Regions from separate parts of the Mus musculus genome. Here regions 1 and 2 are each linked to region 3. The links are chromatin contacts, called in public HiChIP or PLAC-seq maps. All regions are on one chromosome and are shown on one strand. Each heading gives the region's core, a stretch centred on a gene start, on an enhancer-like site or on the middle of the called end of the contact. The rest is flanking DNA. Distances are from core to core; before and after follow the strand shown.

Region 1 (3,328 bases), core at 535-3,034, 290 kb after region 3:
TCATAGAAGAAAATAGTCAATGTCAACACAATTTGTGGACCAGTGATATTTTCATGTCTATTTTAATTTATTGTGCAGGTAACATCTTATATAAGAAATAAACGCCTGTGGATAAAATAAAAAAATATATCTAGCATCTCTTACAAACCTATCATTTGAAAAGCATCGCACTTCCAGTAGCTCTTCCTAAGCTGAGGTCCCCAACCTGACAGGAGCCCCACGATGAAACTCCCGCAGGAAGAAAGAGACCCCTGCACCCTCTCAAAACCACTCTCACTTCCCACACTCGAGAATTTCCAAATAGCATGCATTCACCATACTATCATTTGGAAAACATCAAGAGAGCAAGCGACCTTTGTGCCTGCCTAACGAGAATGCCGAGAGCTGGGGTGCTTCCCTCAGGAACGTACTGTAATTTCTCATGGAAACACTTTGTGAAAAGCCAGTCGTATATCGTAGCCCCTAAGTATGAAACCACGGGTCCCTCTAACCACACAAAACAGCTGTGCCCTCCGCAAAAGGTCATCTGCCGCAGTCATGTTTCTCTTTACTTGTAAAGGAATGTCAGCCCATGTTTTATGCACTCCTCATGACAGGGCACTGTTTATTGTATCACCAACCTGCCAGAACTTCAGAACGAGGAAACTGCCATTATGCGGAGAGTATATATCTTTCTGACTCGCAGGAAAGATGAAAATTAAGAACGGCCCCTTTTTGGAGTGGCCTAAGTATTCTTTGACAGTCTCCTACAATATTTCAAATATCTCAGATTCATAAAACCTGATGCTTGACTCTCTGAACCCACTGGAGCCTGGGTAGGAATGTCAGAGATCGAAAGGACAGCGGACAGCTCTGCCCCCGGCAGGTGATCTGACCAAGGACTTTAAACCAGTTTGTTTGGTGCCCCCCAAGGACTCCGGGGCACATGTAAAGAAACAGGACATTAGGAAATAATAACGGCTAATGTATAGCAGGTGCCTGTCCTGTGCCTGGCATGGGACTTGCATTATCTCAATTTGTCCTCACGTCTATGGAAAAAGTCACTCCATGATACAGATAAGAAGAATAAGATCGTCAAGGGACTTGTCATGAGGGCACAGCCACATTGCTGGTGCGAGAGGGCATCTTAAGATTCAAAATCTGGGGAAATACATCAATCCTTGCACGCATGGGGACCCAAATTCCATCCGCGGAAGTGATGCGAAACAAAACAAAGGAAAACAAAAGAGTTGGATGGAGTGGGTGTGGCTGTAGTGTGCTTTAATCCAGCACCGGGAGTGGATTCCCCAGGCGGTTCAAAGCCAGTGAGAGACCCTGTCTCTAAAGAGCAGGTCAAGGAGGGGGCTTGAGGAAGGGACACATCTAAGGAATGACAGCTGAGATAGTCCTCTGGCCTCTACATATGGACACACACACATACACGCACACACACACACACACAGAGAGAGAGAGAGAGAGAGAGAGAGAGATGCTCAAAGCCACACATGTAGTTCACACTCATAGATCACATGCCCTCTAGGCACCCTGGTTCCATGCTACAGTAGTGTCTTTACCATCCTTACGTGCAGCTGATACTGTCTACGGTGTCAGGGAGACAGCATGCATCCTAATCATAGGAACACACATACACGATAAACTATTTGACATCAGATCTGTGTGACCTTAAACTCCACATTCCTATGCCAAAGTTCTTGGCCCCGGGGAGTTTTCTAGAAGCCAGGAGAATGTGAACTATCTTCAGTCCCCTGCTTTAATTCTTGATTGTCTAGGCTACGAGGAGGAGGGGGCTAGGGATGAAGTCACTTGAGAGATCTGTTTTAAATCCTTGTCAAAGTCTGTTTCGCTGTGTTTTTATACTCTAGGCCAGGTGAAATTTTAGGAATGTCAGGATATTTGAGCAAACAGTCTAGATCTGGGGCAGGCTGACGAGGAACATGTGGCCACCACGGAACACGAAACTTGTTTCTGTGAGTTAGTGCAGAGGCTCCCAGCAGGTTGGGCAGTCTGGCCCTGGCCTCCTGCCAATTAGAATTCGATATTCAAGTGCAAGGGGAAATGCTAGGGGTCAAACCATGCGACAGAGATGGGGTTCAGGGAGATAGGGGAGAGGAAGCTAAAAAAAAATTAAGTATACATGGGAATGCCTTAAAGAATTTCAGAGTGGGCAGCAAAGTAACTGCCGGGTTTCCTCTGCTTACAGGGCACTAGTATTCAAAACCAGGGGAGATGCTTCAGTTCTCACAAGCATGTTGGCCATGCAAAACAAAACAGAAAAAGCTAGATGTGGTAGTGGTGTGAGACAGAGACACAAATGGACTTCTCTTTACACACACACACACACACACACACACACACACACACACCTTTCTCTGCTCTTCTTCCTCCTCCCCAATACACTCAGGATGTTGTGTGGAAGACAGAGCCTGGGTGAGGGGCACTGGATGGTAGGCTGTCTTCTCATCTTTCCACTGACGCTCCTGAGTTCTGTGACCTTTCAAGTCACTTATCCTATGCCTTTTCACCTCAGTTTTCACACACACACACACACACACACACACACACACACACACCTGCAGGAACACACAAATATACGCATGCACAAACACGCACACACTAGCAGATCTATACTGAAAACCAGCTGGAACGGTCATATTTTATCCAGTAGCGTGAGGGTGTTTCATCAAATGGTTGCTGTGGTCCTTTTGGGGTCTGGAATGTTGTGACACAATGCCTTTCCTGTCTCTTCTCTTCCTCCTTTACTTCCGATCCTATGTCTCTCTTGTGTGGAATCTCTGTGTCTCCCTTCCCTCTTCCCTCCCTATCTCCTTGATGTTCCCTCTGCTTCCGTTTGTGTTTTGAAGCAGGATCTCACTATGTAACCCAGGCTGGCTACCCTTGGACTAACTTGGCCTCTGGAATGTTGGCTTGAGAGGTGAGCACCTCCACACCCAGCTTCTCCTTACCCCGCCCCCCCCCCTTGCTTATCACTGTGGCACTTTTTGTTTAACCTGTGGAGGGCACTGTTTCAGAGGCTAAGGAGCCAGCTCAGCCATACCTTGATTGGAGCCCGCACTCTGAGCCTCTGTAAATGCCAGCATTCTGCCAGGCGTGGTGAATATGTGGCCACAGGGGAACTCAGATGCCTGTTTCCACTGGTATGCAAACTGTGAATCTCAGGATTTCTTAAACTAATGGCTTGCATGTTTTAAAAGAGACCATCTCAGGAGGAGTCTCAAGCAATAAAGCAAAGTAGCAATTGTCGGAGATACAAAGACATAAGAGGATTCCAGTGGTGAGCAAGGACAGTGGTGCATGCCAACTCTGTGTG
Region 2 (3,225 bases), core at 464-2,963, 260 kb after region 3:
GAACAGCATGGGGACAGAGCCAAATCCAATCCACCTTCAACAGGGCAAGAAGCAATCGCTGTTCCCCAGGAAGAGCGATACATAATTCAGCAATGTGGAGATGCCGGTCGGCCGGCCCTCTCTCATCTTTTCCTTCCAGCAATGGCTCCCGCTCACAGGTTTCAGAACCATACACAGCATATACTCCCCGAAAAGGGAGGCGGAAACACCCTAAACCAGGGAGGCAGGGGCATTAGAACAAGGTTTTGCCCTAACAAAAGTTTCTAGTGATCTCTTTCTGGACTTGAATCCCTTAGGGCTGGGTCTGCAATGCAACCTTGTGACTGGAAGGGCCTTTAAAGCCTTAGACCCCTCTTCATCTTGCAAACAGCTCTCATTCTTTGTGAGGCAGCTGTTTTTGTTTGGGAGCTTTTTGTTGTTGTTGTTGTTTTTCATTAAATTGTCACAACAGTCTTCTCAGTTGGTGCTAATCTTCCTAATTCACAGATAAGGACTGGGAATGTCCAAGTAGCTCGTCCCACACCATGTTGCTGATAGGTGGCATGCCTAAAATTGAACCTAGATACAATCTTCCTCACTCTATGGTGTTTTTTGCTGCTAGAGCCAGGGGCCATTTCACACAATATATTTCCCCGTACTTTCTATAATAGCACTGGAATTAAAAATGTGGAGTAGATGGTTAGTAAAGTGCTGTGTGTGTGTGTGTGTGTGTGTGTGTGTGTGTGAGAGAGAGAGAGAGAGAGAGAGAGAGAGAGAGAGAGAGAGAGAGAGATATGTGGAGGTCAGAGGTCAACCTCAGGGACATTCCTTAGGATACTGTCCATCTTGGTTTTTGACACAGGACCTAGATCTCACTGGTTTGGCTAAGCTGACCAGCCAATGGGGACCAGGGGCCCTTTGGTCTCTGCTCCCCAGTGCTGGAATTACAGGCTCCTACTGCCATTCCTGGCTTTGTATGTGAGTACAGAGGGGACAAACCCAGATACTAGTGCTCAGGAAACAAGGACTTTACCCACTGATCTGTCTCCCCAGGCCACTCCTCCCTTACTTTTGTTAACAAAAGAGATGAGGCCAGGCTTGAACAGTCCAGGGCGGGAGTGATTCCAGCCAGAACCTAAACATCTTTTATTTTCATTATCTAAATTGTTTTCCCTAGAGCTAGCTTCCCAGTTATGGCAATGCTGTAACAATTCAAACGCGTATATTTAAGTTTCAGAAGACACTTGGTTGATCTAAAGAAATGTAGAGTGTAGTCTGTATATTGCGAAGGCTGGGCCAGGGAAATGGCTCAGCGGGTGAAGGTGCTTTGCTGCTTCACGGAACTACTGCTTGACTCTGGGCTCCAGTCCGCACCGCGGGAGGAAAGGACCCACGCTCACAAGTTGTCCTCTGACCTCCACACGCGGGCCTTGATGTGCTTGCATGCTCACACACACATGCACACCCATGCACACACGTCAATTTGCTTTGAATTGCATACGAATCATCTGAGTAGAAGCCCGGAGTGGTTCTCAAGGGTGATTAAAATGAAGTTCTCGCTTTAAAAAACAATTGCGACCGCCGGAAGCGAAGGTTGGGCATCACAGTTCGCGGTCGGTCGGTCTGTGAGGACAGTCCGAAGTTTACAGACGGTGGCCCATGGAACCAGAGAGAGAAACCCCAGAGGAAGCAGGGAGGATTAAGCAACTGCTAGCTGGGCTCCGAAGAGCAGAGCTCTTGGTCACGTGACTGCAAGACAGGCAAAACCAAAGAGAGCTGCAGTTACCTGCAAGCCTCCTGGGACAGGAGCAGCCTCGGGTGCCCGAGGAGAGCGCAGGGTAGCGGAAAAGATGAAAGGCCTGGATAAATATAAAGACCCGGAGGCTGGGTTTCAGACAAGCCCTACGAGAAGGCAATAAGCACTCGGAGAGACTGCCCTGGGCACTGTGGGGAGAGCTCTGAATCAGGAGTCGAGAGCTTTTTCTTTGGTGCTATCTGTGTGGCCCAGGACAAGACTCTTCCTGGGGTTCAATCCTCTCACCTAAAAATGCCTCTTCCAGGTACTCAGACTCTGTTCTTTAATGCAGACATTAGCAAAATTTCCTGCTCAGTTTCTATGAAATACAGTTTCAAAGGGACAGTATGTTTTCCTCCAAAAATCCTTTTCTATCACTCTATCTCCCTCTGATGAGAACTTCATGGACACATAGAAACATACGCACGAACACACACACACACACACACACACTAACAATCACATCTAGAATAGTAATCATTTGACTGTTAATATAATCACAGGCTAATGCTGGCTATAAATATCAAGCGAGAACGGGGTCAGTCTCTGGTGGGCTTGAGGAATGTGCCTTGTGGGTGGTACAGGAGCCACTTTTCCAGGGGCCTGCAGGAAAATTAACCACCCGTCTACCTCTGAGGCTCACAAACTCTTCTCACCCAGATCCACAAGCCCCACTTCCCTTCTAAGGAATTCAACCAGCCTCTTAGCTTAGTTCTTTGGCTTTCAATGTTGGGGACCATGATGTCACATAAAATCTCAGTGCTTCTCTCTGGAGGAGTTCAAAGGCTGAAAGACCGGGTCCCGATTATTGCCTTGGTAAAGGGAGGCTTTTATGAGACTCATCAAAAAAAAAAAAAATATATATATATATATATATAGTCTGGATCCGCGTGCAAGCCACAGCAGGGTGACAGTGGGTGTTGGGGTGACCTGCTGGAAAGGAACAACATAAACATCAAGCACTTAGCTGGGCATTAGCTGTTACCCGTGCATGGAAAAGTTTAGAAGGGTCTGCTCTCAGATACTTGTGGTGCAGCTAACAGGGCTAGCTGTCGTGAAGGGAACACAGACACAGAGAACACAAGGCAGGGGGCCTCTGTGTGCACTGACTCCAGATGAACCGACCGACCGTGCCTTTTTGGGGGGCCATGGACATGGCTCATGGTAAGAATGCATACTTTGAAAGCAAAGAGGATCTGAGTTCAAATCCCCAGCACCTACATAAGACCTTGAGATGGTTGCATGTGCGTGAGGGAGGTGGAAATGGTGGATCTCAAAAACTCAGTGGCCATCCAGCCTAGCCTACATGGTAAATTTCAGGTCCGATGAGAGAATTCCGTGCTGTGGCCTCCACAAGCACGCTAACAGGTTCTAGCACCCATACGTTCACATGCATACAAACAGATGCACACGATAAACAAACAACTAAAAAAATGAAATATGCTGGAGGG
Region 3 (3,279 bases), core at 552-3,051:
GTCAGGTAACACTTTGGTATTGCTTGCGGCTGACTTGGGGACATTAGTTTTCTATGCATTATTATCGACAGAGAAACATCTACAGCCTTTGCCTGTGTTAATACCTAAATAAAAGGCAAGGTTTTAAAGCTTTGCAAAAAATTTTTTTATACATTTCTCCCAAAGGTGAATTCTCATACCTTCTGACATCTCATTAATCGATTGACCAGAATCTGTTATTTTTACATTCCGTTGCTACAATTCTAATTAACCTTTGCTAGTTAAATACTTACCCCCCAAAATTGTAGCCCTTTTCCTCTAATGCAAAAATTTCAGGAAAACCTTTTTCTTGTTGTTAGCCCTTAATTAGGCATTAAGTGGGCAGGGATGGGTGTTTCATGGCATCTACTGCTCCTCGTAAAGGGTTTTTGAAATGTTAGGATAAAATCTTAAGGTACAAAACACATAGGAAGTGTGTGCTGCACCAAAGCTTCGGAGATAGATCAGGCTCTCCTTAGACATACAGTTCTCACGCTTTTAAAATTCTAGGCCGACATGTCTCAGAAAATAAATACATTCATGGTAAGCAATATGAAATGTTTCTCCAAAGAACAGCAACAAAACACACCCCAGGAGAATCGCTGGAGGCTGAGAAAGAGAAGGACCCACTTTAAAGATAAACCTTAAACTGATACTGCTGTGGATTTTGGAACGTTCAGCCTCACTCATTATTTCTAGATGCAGGAAGACCCCGTTATTCAGCACGCTTATCCCAGGCCCTGCCTATGTGATTTGGGGTTCCTCTAGACTTTTAGGTTACTGTGTCCTGTTGTTTGAAGAATTTTCTCTAATAACTTAGCTGTCAGATTAGTGAATCTGAGTGGGTCTTTTAGGGAAAAAAAAGTGGTAAATGTTCTCTTCCTTCCGTATAAGTACAGGCCGTGTCCTGTTCAAGGGCTAAGGACGTTCTTTTAAAGCTTATTTTAAAATGACAGTTTGAAGAACCCAAGGCCAGAAAAACTCAGCCACACGACCCTGAAAGGGCAGGAAACCACTTTTTTTTTTTTTTGCAGATCTGGGGAAATGGAAAGTTTGGGTCTGAGGTCTTGTAGAAACAGATTGGCATTTTAAAAAAATGTAGTGAATGTGCTGGTGTGGCCCGGTCGCAGTTTCATAGCATATTCTCCAGTTTTCACGAGAGACGCGGCTCACCGCCCCCTCTACCCCCCCCCCCCCCCCAGCAATCCCATTCTGTGTAACACCTCACACTGCTCCTAACGGCGAGAAGTTTCTGGTTACAGGGCTGCAGTGGCCGTCTAACATTACCAGTCTTCCGCAGCCTCCAAACGGGACTTGAACAAGGCTTTTTGTTTTAATCTCCTTTCTCCCCGCTGGTTGCAACTTTGGGAGGGGACGCCAAGGTTCGCCACGCAAACAGGGTTAGTGCCTCTTTAAGGAATATTTAAATTGCATTTCCTACTGTCAGTTAAGTCTCATCAATCATGTTTTTAATTAAAAAGAAGGACATCTACATCCCACTTCCCACTCAAAGTGCATAATGAAATTGTAGATTGGGGCTGGGCTAGAGAATCTCAGCTCCGCTTTGTGCATCCAGTGGGGGAAGCAGGGAGGTCAGAAACAGTGGCGCATACGCAAGTGGCAAACAAATAACACTCCTGATAGGGCCGGGTGACATGTGTCAACCCTTGTCATCGAGAAACAAGAAAGGCAATGTGCCCAGACAAAGGGTAGGGTGGAATCTCTACACAGTGGCAGAACCTGACCCACGCGCGAGGGCTTTGTGTAGCAGACGCGGTCTCTCATTGTTCTGTGACTGCCTCCCCAGTACCCCTGACAACAGCCATCGCCGCTGGCATTCCACCCTGACATCTGTTCAGCTTTATTGATGCGGCCCTGGAGGAATTCCCAGTGTAAACAGGGAAATTCTCTAAGGGAGCCCCGTGTTGTAAAAGGATGAGCTGCACAACGCAGAGATTTAACCACTATTTAAAGGTGTGACACATGATTGAAAGTGACTTGATTTTTCCCCCCTTTCCAATCCCACCTCCCTCTCCACCCTTAACTGTATTTGGCACAAACTAGCTTCAGCGACACCCCACCTCCCTCTGCTCCTTGCTTTGTTTTCCTGATGTATAACTGTTAGGAGAAATGAAGGATGGGGGTTGGGGGTTGCTGAGTACCACCATCCAAAACAGCCATTAAAAAAAAATTCTGGGTTACAGTCAATTGCATCTAGTTTGTTGCGCTGGGATCCTGCCTGCTGCCCACCCACACTCCTGGCAAGAAACAGCTTGAAAGTCACTTGGTCCTGTGGCAGAGGCCAGTGGGGTGGGCTTTGTCCTCCCACTAAGCAGCAAGTGTGGCAGTTTACAGCCCCAGAGTGAAACCTGGTCGGACAAATTCTGGCCATGCTCTGCTTCAGGGACTTAACTATGGAATTTTGGCAATGGAACCATAGGATGGATATATATATATATATATATATATATATATATATATATATATATATATCTCCAGACCTGATGGGACGTGCAAAGCATCCGTCATTGCTCTAGCAAATGCATGTTTGCTCCAAGGCCAGTTCTAAAATGTTGCAGCTTAGATCAACTTCTTGGCAGACATTCAAGTATAGGGAGTGTCGCACAAGCTCTGGCCACTAACATTTTGTTGCTTCAGTTAAATGTGCAGCACTGGCTGGGCCCTGTGCACTGTGACTGCATGGAGTGAGCATTGAACTTGACTTGGACTGTGGGGGTGGAACGTATTTTGCCAGGCTGTGGGTCGTAGTTCCAGACCCTGCTGATAGATGGCAAAATTGAAAAGCTACAGTGATTTCCTCTTGGGCTGAATCAGAATAAATGAGGTTCTGGGTTACCATAATCAAGGCAAAAGAAAATGGCAACATTATCAGAGTATGAAGTCCAAAGCCACAAAAGAAAAGTCTCTCTAGGGGAGTGTTTTCAAAGAACAGAAATCTAAAAGAAGGTGGGTGTGTGTGTGTGTGTGTGTGTGTGTGTGTGTGTGTAAGGGGTTATCTGTGTCTAAGTGGATAGTGTATGGGTGTATCTGTGTATATGATGGAGATTATGTGTGTCTAAGTGTGGTGTGTATATAAACTTTAATTCGTAGGCTGGTTTTCACCTAGTGTGTTAATATTGGCATTCAGCTATCTGGTCTTTCCCCTACATTCTACAAGGCAGCAGGACTTCAAGTGGAAGTCTTCAGAAGATCGGACTCACATCTCCACAGTTTAAATGTTTCACTTAAAGCAATGGAAAC

What was found. HiChIP or PLAC-seq counts read pairs in DNA pulled down with a chosen protein or histone mark.
Region 1: an H3K4me3 HiChIP or PLAC-seq map of embryonic limb bud shows a contact between it and region 3, with 5 times the contacts expected there. The contact joins two enhancer-like sites. A contact is called at or near these places in 5 of 115 datasets of contacts at active chromatin or transcription factors (embryonic hindbrain, embryonic limb bud, embryonic stem cells and 2 more) and 1 of 9 other capture datasets (embryonic stem cells).
Region 2: a contact with region 3 is called in an H3K4me3 HiChIP or PLAC-seq map of craniofacial prominence, with 4 times the contacts expected there. The contact joins two enhancer-like sites. A contact is called at or near these places in 2 of 484 Hi-C or Micro-C datasets (astrocytes and embryonic stem cells) and 8 of 115 datasets of contacts at active chromatin or transcription factors (craniofacial prominence, embryonic basal ganglia, embryonic forebrain and 5 more).

Annotation. Positions count from the first base shown.
Region 1 is chr14:67,632,562-67,635,889 of GRCm38.p6, forward strand. No RefSeq gene overlaps it. Among named protein-coding and RNA genes, the nearest start is that of Gm24981, 67 kb to the left of the region's middle. Within about 2 kb of position 1,785, at least 6 of the 459 cell types and tissues checked have an H3K27ac peak or open chromatin away from gene starts, as enhancers often do. A contact at or near this core is called in embryonic limb bud, where this site is marked.
Region 2 is chr14:67,606,803-67,610,027 of GRCm38.p6, forward strand. No RefSeq gene overlaps it. Among named protein-coding and RNA genes, the nearest start is that of Gm24981, 42 kb to the left of the region's middle. Within about 2 kb of position 1,714, at least 23 of the 459 cell types and tissues checked have an H3K27ac peak or open chromatin away from gene starts, as enhancers often do. A contact at or near this core is called in craniofacial prominence, where this site is marked.
Region 3 is chr14:67,343,085-67,346,363 of GRCm38.p6, forward strand. All of the region lies in intron 6 of Ebf2 (early B cell factor 2), which reads left to right. All of the region lies in intron 5 of 4930438E09Rik (RIKEN cDNA 4930438E09 gene), which reads right to left. Among named protein-coding and RNA genes, the nearest start is that of Gm6878, 30 kb to the left of the region's middle. Within about 2 kb of position 1,802, at least 74 of the 459 cell types and tissues checked have an H3K27ac peak or open chromatin away from gene starts, as enhancers often do. A contact at or near this core is called in craniofacial prominence and embryonic limb bud, where this site is marked.